Regions from separate parts of the Mus musculus genome. Here region 2 is linked to region 1. The links are chromatin contacts, called in public Hi-C maps. All regions are on one chromosome and are shown on one strand. The core of a region is the stretch at or near the end of the contact, and the rest is flanking DNA. Distances in the headings are between cores, read along the strand shown.

Region 1 (3,922 bases), core at 463-2,962:
AAACCACCTCTTCCTCCAGCCCTTCACAAAACCTGAGTGAGTCCTCTTATGCAGGTAACCACGGCAGGTGGGCCACGGGGTATTGGGACAGCGGCTGATGTCGGATGCTACCACCATAGTCAGGATGTCTAGACCTACAGGCATGAATGGGAGAGTTCAGTGGCCTGACATCTTCTAGAGAGGCAGTGACTATGCAGAAGTAATGGTTGGAAAAAACAGTCAGGGCTTTAAAAACAGAGAAACAAATCCTACCGTTAGATTAACCAGGTCTCTTAGACATGCAAACCTATGTGCTTATGAGAACTGAACAGTTACCTCTTAGTTGACTCATATGTCAGTGGTAGGACTTATCTGTGACCCAGGTTTCCTGAAATGTATTAATCTCCTTCCTCATAACCACAGTGACCACAATGTTTCTGATGACAGAGTCAAGTCTGTGCAATGTCACTAGTTATAATATCAAGCCAATTCCTTAAGCATCTTGATTTACTTTCTAAGAAGCACGTGGAGGTATGTGTCCCTCTTCTAGTTCACTTTTATCTGCAACAATTACCCTCCTTGATCTAACTCACTACTTAGGTCTTTTGCTGAAACTGTCCCTCATCAAAATTGTTGAGTTGAGAAACAAGAAGTCTGGGAGGTCCCAGGTATTGACCCTTTTCTTATTCCAGGTTAAGTCAGGACTTTACCCGAGCTTCCAGTTACTTTCCTAGGAATATCTTCTTTGCTGGACTTCCATGACACGGGACTGCAATAGAGTACAGCTTGTGGAAATTGTCGCTGTCCCTGTTAATACGAGGTCGCTGCCTACCCACTGTGTTTTGTTGCTGCCAGCACGGACACCACACACCTACCTTTTGATGCCTTAAGACAGCTCTCTGAATGCCATGCAGACAGACAGCAACCCTGACATGCTTTGAAGACTGCAAATGGGGTATGACTTCATTTACAATTCCTCTGAGAGAGAGGCCACATCCCTAAAGGGGGACATTTGGCCTTGGCAGCGCTGACTTCATCATGATGTCTGACATTGAGATTACCGATCTGTTTAGAACTGTCTATGGAAATGGGGGTCAGCAAGGAGACTCATCTTCTATAACTGACAAGCTCCAACCCAGGGGATCATTTCTGCCTGAGCCACATGGCCCTGAAAATAAAGATTTGTCCCAGAAAGGCTGACACAGTCTTAACTTTGGCAGCACACAAAGTACCTTGGTAATTAAATAACTCTCAGTATGTCAAGATAATTCTTCATTGCCATGTAAATACATTTTAATTTATTGAACTGCCCTTAAGCTCCTGTCAAAAACACATCCAGAAAAATTAGAAGAAATGCTCCAGATTGACCGGCAACCCACAAATGTCTTTGTCTTTGGACTACAGTCCCTAAAGAACTGCACTCCTGGACTAATGTGCGTAGTTGACACATCTGCCAATTTATTTATGGACTGCAGCAGTGGGCTGCCCCTGAGGTCATTTTCCTCTTGCTTACACAGACTGCATGCTAGTTTCTCTGATACCGATCAGACTAAGCTTGCGCTTCAGCCTGGTCATAAACATAACTTGCTGCACCATGAAAAATTCTCTCCGGGGCAAGGATGCAAGCTGGCTCTGCTGCTGCATGGTTTCATCATGTTAGAGGACCGACCGTTGCTCATACCCAGAGTGAGGACATGAGTCGGATGCACGGGGAGTTGCTGAGCTCCAAACAGCTGTCGGGAGATGGTGGTTTTATATTCTTCACCACATGCTACTCGGGGCCCAGAGGACTCAGGCTTGACATTCACAGAAGAACTTGAATGAGAGTTTTAGACTTTTGATATTAGGTTTTACATAATATCTGTAGCCATTGTACTTTATGCATTAAGGGCACAAAATTTCAAGGGTCAACATTTAAAACTTCCCATGCTTATTCATTTATAATCAGCCTAAACTTAGAAAATGAAAATGTCTTGATTTGATACTTAACAAACTAACAAATACCAGCCAGTGGTTCTTTAACTCTGTGCCTTCATTCGGCATGAGCCTTGGCATTCTGTTTTTGTAGCAAGCTCTCAGATGATGTTCAAATACAATTCCAGTTGCGAGTCTCTAGGCTCTTCTGTTTCCAGGTGGCCCTGCTGCTTGGCCTTTGCCACTAACAATGGTATTTCTTCCTTTCTTTGACCATGGTTTAGTTTCCTTTGACCAAATTTACTTTTTAACCCTAACATATCTCCTTAAAAAAAAAGAAAAGAAAGAAAAACAAAACGATTAGTTCCTTCCCTCCACGTGACATCTGCTCATCAGTTTCCTGACCCTGGGGTTGGATGTGCAGAACCGCTGCCTTTATCTACCAGACAACATGCTTGCTTTGAGCAGTACGAGGGGCGAAGGAAGCAGATAGGTGACTGTCTACAGCCTGTGGTGAAAGAGTCAGAAAAATTGTCAGTTTCATGAGATAAAGGAGTTTTAAAACTGCCTCTTTACCCACCCCAGCTCTTTAGTGACAGAGTCCTTCAAAACAAAAGCTCCCCAGAAATCTCTTCTTTCTTCACATGTTGGCCCGTGTTTGGAAGTGTAGTATTCGGTGAGGTTATTGACAGCTACAGGGGAACAGAAAAAAAAATTTTTTTTCTTTTTCTAATTCACACTCTCTCCTTGGCTTGCTGTCTTATCATGCCACCAATCTTAAACTGTGTCAGAGTCGCACCTCCACTGTCAGACAAACTCTACCACCCTGGTAAGTGACAAGGAGAAATGTGCAAGAAGTGTTCTGTCCCTGAGGGCACGCGCCAGGGGCTGCAGCTGAGAACCTGGCCTCCAGGAGAATTTGCATGTTTGATTTTCCTAAAGCCTGTACTTGGTGAAGAAAAGTCCCCATAGAGCAAACATATGCTTGTTTATTGAGCTTCAGTGTGTCACTTTACTATCTATATTGGTGATTGAATGTCACCATACTATCCTGTGTATGTTGGTGATTAAATCTCTTTGAGTCTGCCAACTCTCAGTCCTGTCAGGAGCCAAAACCATCGTATGAGGGTAACCTAATTCAATAAAGACGCAGCAGAGTATGGGGCTTAATCCCAGCACCGATGGCTGAGGGTCAAGCAAGAGGATTCCAAACTGAAGGTTGTCATGGCCTGTTGTAATGAGAACTTGTCTCCAAAAGCAGGCAAGCATACACAGCTCCAAAGAGTCACATACGGTGTTGCCATTTTTGATATGATGCCGAGTGCCTTTCAAAACTCAGTTTTTGCTTTCCTTGTCAAGAGAATAAAATTAACTCGTGCAGATGTCCACAATCTGAGTCAGGTATGTCCTACAGAACCACTGTTTCTCAGCAACCCGGTTTGCTTTGCTCACCTTGCTTTCACCACCATTGCCCATGTATTTCAGAACAATGTTCTAGCCCAGTTACGTATGGTAGGTTCCATCCACAGGGCATCTCTTGTTGCTGTTAAATCAAGGGCAGTGAGCCTGTCATAATGCTTCAATCATGCACCAGGATTGTCTTTGGAGTTCCGAGTTCCATGCTTTGCTTTTATTCTTTCTTCAAGTACAGTAATTTGTTCTGTCTTTCAGGCTAGGTTTCACAAAATGGGCTTGATACAGATAGGAATGTCACCATATTCTCCTGTGGGCGTCTGTCTTCTTATTTTACATAAGTGATGTCATGCCGGGTTTTTTGTATGCCTGTCTCTCTCTTCATTCCCCATTTTGTTTATTCTTGTCCTTTCTTTTTCAACTTGAAACCATCTTTAAAAAATTCTACCTGTGATGCTTCAAAGTGAATAGAAATGCAAAGCCTGTGTTAATTACAACATAGGTTCACACACCAGGCTGACTCTAATTCCTTTCTACCACATAAAACACGAATGCCCTTGGACTTGTCCCTTAAGTAGTTTTGGAGTTTATCTGTCCTGAAATACAACTGCTAGGA
Region 2 (3,922 bases), core at 488-2,987, 89 kb after region 1:
ACGTAAAAAAAAAATTACTGGTTAACCTTAACATAATTAATTTTGTGATCCATATGGTACTGAGTTTTGTTCATTGTGTGAGGTAGACTAGGTCAGGATTTATTTTAATTCACGGATAATTCCTGACTCAGCACCTTTCTTGACATTATCTGTGTCTGGCGGCCCGGCCATCGTTGTCACGAATTAGATGACAAGGCACTTCTGTATCGAGTGTTGGATGAAGGTTCTGTTGGCCTCTCTATTGTCCTTGAGGCGCTTTTAAGAATTACTAATGTTGTTGTCTGCCCTGTCATGCTGTTTGGTTGTTAACAAAGCAAAGCCACGTTTCTTAATGAATGCTATGTAGTCCATAATTCTGCTAAAAACCAAACAAAAAACAGATAAAAAAATATTTTCTGTTTCAAGCGTTAACTTCAAAATATTCTTGTCTCTTAGTACTGCAGGTTCAACCCAGAGCCTTGTCTCCTGGATTTTGAAACAGCAATGTGGCTAGTCAAATCCACAGCCTAGTCTGCATAAAGTTCAGGAAAACAATGGATCCAAGATTAACTTTCTGATTTGGCATGCGCTTTCCTGTTTGTGTCTTCTGTTTAACAATAATTTAAAACTGCTTAAGGCAATCCAAGAAACCCGCTGGAAAAAATCGGTTCAACAATGAAATGAGGAGTAACCTCTACATATCTCAATTTACTTTCATTTAGTGTGTTTTACTTATTTCCCACTTTTATCATATTGAAATCTTAAAATTCTTTAAAATATTGTAGTCCCCGTTGCGATATTCCAGGGCTTTATTTAAAAGTCTCTTCCTAACTCCTTTTCTTTGGTTAGAGTTTCTCCAGCGAGGTTCACTTTTAACACCTCACTGTTCCCTGTTCAGAGGTCACGGTTTCAGAGGTCATGGTTAGTCCCTGACTGCTCTCACTGATCACCCTTCAGCATTGCACATCCAAACATGCTGCGTCATACAGCACCCCCAAGGCAATAGTTGTGCATAAAACATTCTCTGGACTACGAAGTGAAAGGATAAGCCCCTTTCTCTTTAGCTTTCCCAATATCAATACTACCTGTTAATCATTTATTGGCAGGTTCTGTGGAAGGTGAGAATGAGAAGGTAGTATAAACCGTCGCCCCTATTTTCCAAGGCTATTCGGAGAGGTCGGTAAGAAGAGACTTGGATTTTAAAGGAACTATATTTTAACCAAACCAACATCCATTTTTACTAATTACTGACTTCATGCCCAAGGGCTGCCCAGCATGGCTTCAGCAGGCTACAATAAGCCCTCATAGTGGACCTGCCAATTAGCCCACCCACCATTGTTTAAAATATTCCCCTCGCTGGGGCTGCCCAGACCGATTTAACCCATTACGTGCATCCCACGCAAGCACGGTCTCTCCCAATGGCCACATGCCTTGAAGAGTTATTTTTCTCCTATTGTAAGATTTCTCCTTTCAAGGAGGGACACCTCCGACGTAGTTTGTTTTACCCCATCCAAAACTTGGCTGGCAATTTTAGCAGCCACCTGCCTGCAGGCAGCCGCAGGTCTGAGTCCCGCGCCTGGGGGCACGGCAAGCCGGGAGGGACGCCCTGGACGACTCGTCCTCGAACATACCCGGGCCAACTAGCGCTACTAACCCAAGGGATTATGAAGGAAAGAAACCAGGATTGCGACGGAAGACTCCTCGGCAAACTTAGTTGTCAGTTTTCCCGGCGTTGGAGTCAGCCTTCCGGACTTCCGGCAGAGGGCCACTGCCCTCGCATACCTTTATGGGAGATGTAGTTTACAGGCCATCGCCAGGTCCAGGAGGCAGGTTAAAGTGCAGGTCGGGTAGGGGTGGGGACTGGACTTCCGGACTTCAGGTGCTGGGAAAGATCACTAATCCTTCCCCAAAATGGAAGTGTGTGGAACTAAATGCTGCCATTATGATAACGAGGTCTGTGATTTTTTTTTTTTTTTTTTTTTTTTTTTTACTATTTCTCATCCAGCTCCCCAACTTTCCTTCAGACAAAGTTCATAGTTCAAATACATAGTTCAGTGACATTGAGTTTTCTATAGTGTCATGAAAATGTTAACGTCTGATCACACATTAAATTAGGATCAGCCTCTACATACGATTTGATTGGTCTTTTTTATATTGAAGTTTTAAAGTAATTTAAAATATTAAAACAAAACTGTGATCTTTCAGGACTTTTTCTTCCAACCTGCCTTTTCTTAAATGACTTAGCTGCACAGTTTCTCCAGTGAAATTTACTTAGATTCACAAGTCACTTAGATATGTGGCCTTAAGCAGGTCTCTCATCTCTGAAAAAAGCCCCACTTCACATTTTATAAAATGCCACTATAGAGTCTGCCTACCCTATTAAGTAATCCATATAAAGGTATGTTTGGAGATTCCATAATCCCTCCTCCACTGTAGGGTTACAGAAGATGCGTGAAAAACTCTTGGGACTAGAGTTGATACCTACAACACAATATTCTTGCTTTTATCAATTTAGTTTCCTACGATTTCATTCTCCAAAGTCTACAGAAATTATGTGACTCTTGGAATAACTTGGTCTTTAGTGGTCTTCTAATCCCCAAACCAGGGAATGGTACTTGTCTGTCAGCAACAACTTCAGGAGTGTTTTAAGACTGGCCATTGCATTCTGTACCTTCCAGGTCCTTTCTCATACTGAGGTTGCATATATATGTTGACAGTGTAATGCTTGAACTGGGAATTGAACCCAGAGCCTCTTGAGTGCATGATAAATGTTGTATTATAGTCAACCTACTAGCCAATTATACTTCCATGACTGCTTCTCAAAGTTTGTGCTATGTTCCTTCCTGTGGGCAGTTGTGTTGATTGGAAAAGAAAGATTGGCCTTCACAGGGTCAATGCATTGGAGTACCTGATCCTCAGTTGGTAGAATTCCTTAGGAAGGATTAGGAGCAGTGGCTTTGTTGGACTAGGTGTGTTAATTGGGAGTGGGACTTGAAGTTCCAAAAGCCCATGCCGTTCCCCATTAGTGTCCTTTGTCCGGACACCTGCCTCCTACTTGCAGATAAGTCTGTGAGCCCTCAGCTATGGCTTCATCACCATACCTGTCTGTCTGCCTGTCACCACACTCTACCATGATGCTCATGGGTCTCTCTGCTGAAGCTGTAAGCTTCCCCCATCAACCCTTCATTTATTTGTCCTCAGCATGGTGTTTTGTCACTGCAGTAGAGAAGTAAGTAAAGCAGAAATAATTACCAGACACATCAGAGATATGGCTACTAGATATTTCCCAAACTCACACTTTATTCTCCCTGCTCCACCTTATTTTGGGGACAGCATCTTTCTTGTAGTGCTAGCAGGAGCCTTGCTCCTCGACTAGGGCCACCCTTTAGGCTCCCCTGTAGGTCCCACTCTCAGTTCCTTTACTGGATCCATGGATATAGGCCTTGAAGATACCCTAAGTGGCTGTTCCAAACTTCAGGAAAATACAAGCATATCCTAATTTCAACATTATCATGGGGGATGGGCCTAGCCACTTTTCCTTCATAGGTTTCTCTCTTGACCTTTAACAACCAGTGTTGTTTGCAGCAGTGAGATCATCCTCTAAGATTTTTTTTAAAATAGTGTACACAAGACTTTGTTTAAACAATTGGTAAGGGTAGATAATTCTTCCCCTTTTATTCCCCTTAAATTATTGTTTGGAACATCCAAGGAATAGATCTTCAGTAGTTTGTCCCTTTGGGTTGTATGGAATGCCTGTGTCATGAACTATTTTGTGCAGGGTACAGAAGTTTTGAAATGCAGAAGAGGTAAAGCAGGAACATTATCTGTCTTGAGGGGCTGTGCACAGCCCAGCACTAGGTGCATTGCTTAACCATTTGTCTAGCCTGTTCTAAAGAGATGGGAAATTCCTCGCAGAAAAAAAGAGGCATTTTGATGGTATGGA

The links. A called contact is a pair of places that touch in the nucleus more often than the background predicts.
Region 2: a Hi-C map of uterus shows a contact between it and region 1. The contact joins the promoter of Nudt12 here to the enhancer-like site in region 1. A contact is called at or near these places in 9 of 484 Hi-C or Micro-C datasets (LSK cells, cumulus cells, embryonic stem cells and 4 more), 1 of 115 datasets of contacts at active chromatin or transcription factors (embryonic stem cells) and 2 of 9 other capture datasets (embryonic stem cells and liver).

The regions. Positions count from the first base shown.
Region 1 is chr17:58,922,614-58,926,535 of GRCm38.p6, forward strand. It overlaps Pdzph1 (PDZ and pleckstrin homology domains 1), which reads right to left. Exons shown (of 13, transcript NM_027001.1): 8 at 1-134. Among named protein-coding and RNA genes, the nearest start is that of Gm33751, 19 kb to the right of the region's middle. Within about 2 kb of position 1,713, at least 25 of the 459 cell types and tissues checked have an H3K27ac peak or open chromatin away from gene starts, as enhancers often do. A contact at or near this core is called in erythroid progenitors, pre-megakaryocyte-erythroid progenitors and uterus, where this site is marked.
Region 2 is chr17:59,011,585-59,015,506 of GRCm38.p6, forward strand. Nudt12 (nudix (nucleoside diphosphate linked moiety X)-type motif 12) reads right to left here and starts at 1,738. Exons shown (of 7, transcript NM_026497.3): 1 at 1,634-1,738. The region is part of intron 1 of Nudt12os (nudix (nucleoside diphosphate linked moiety X)-type motif 12, opposite strand); the gene reads left to right.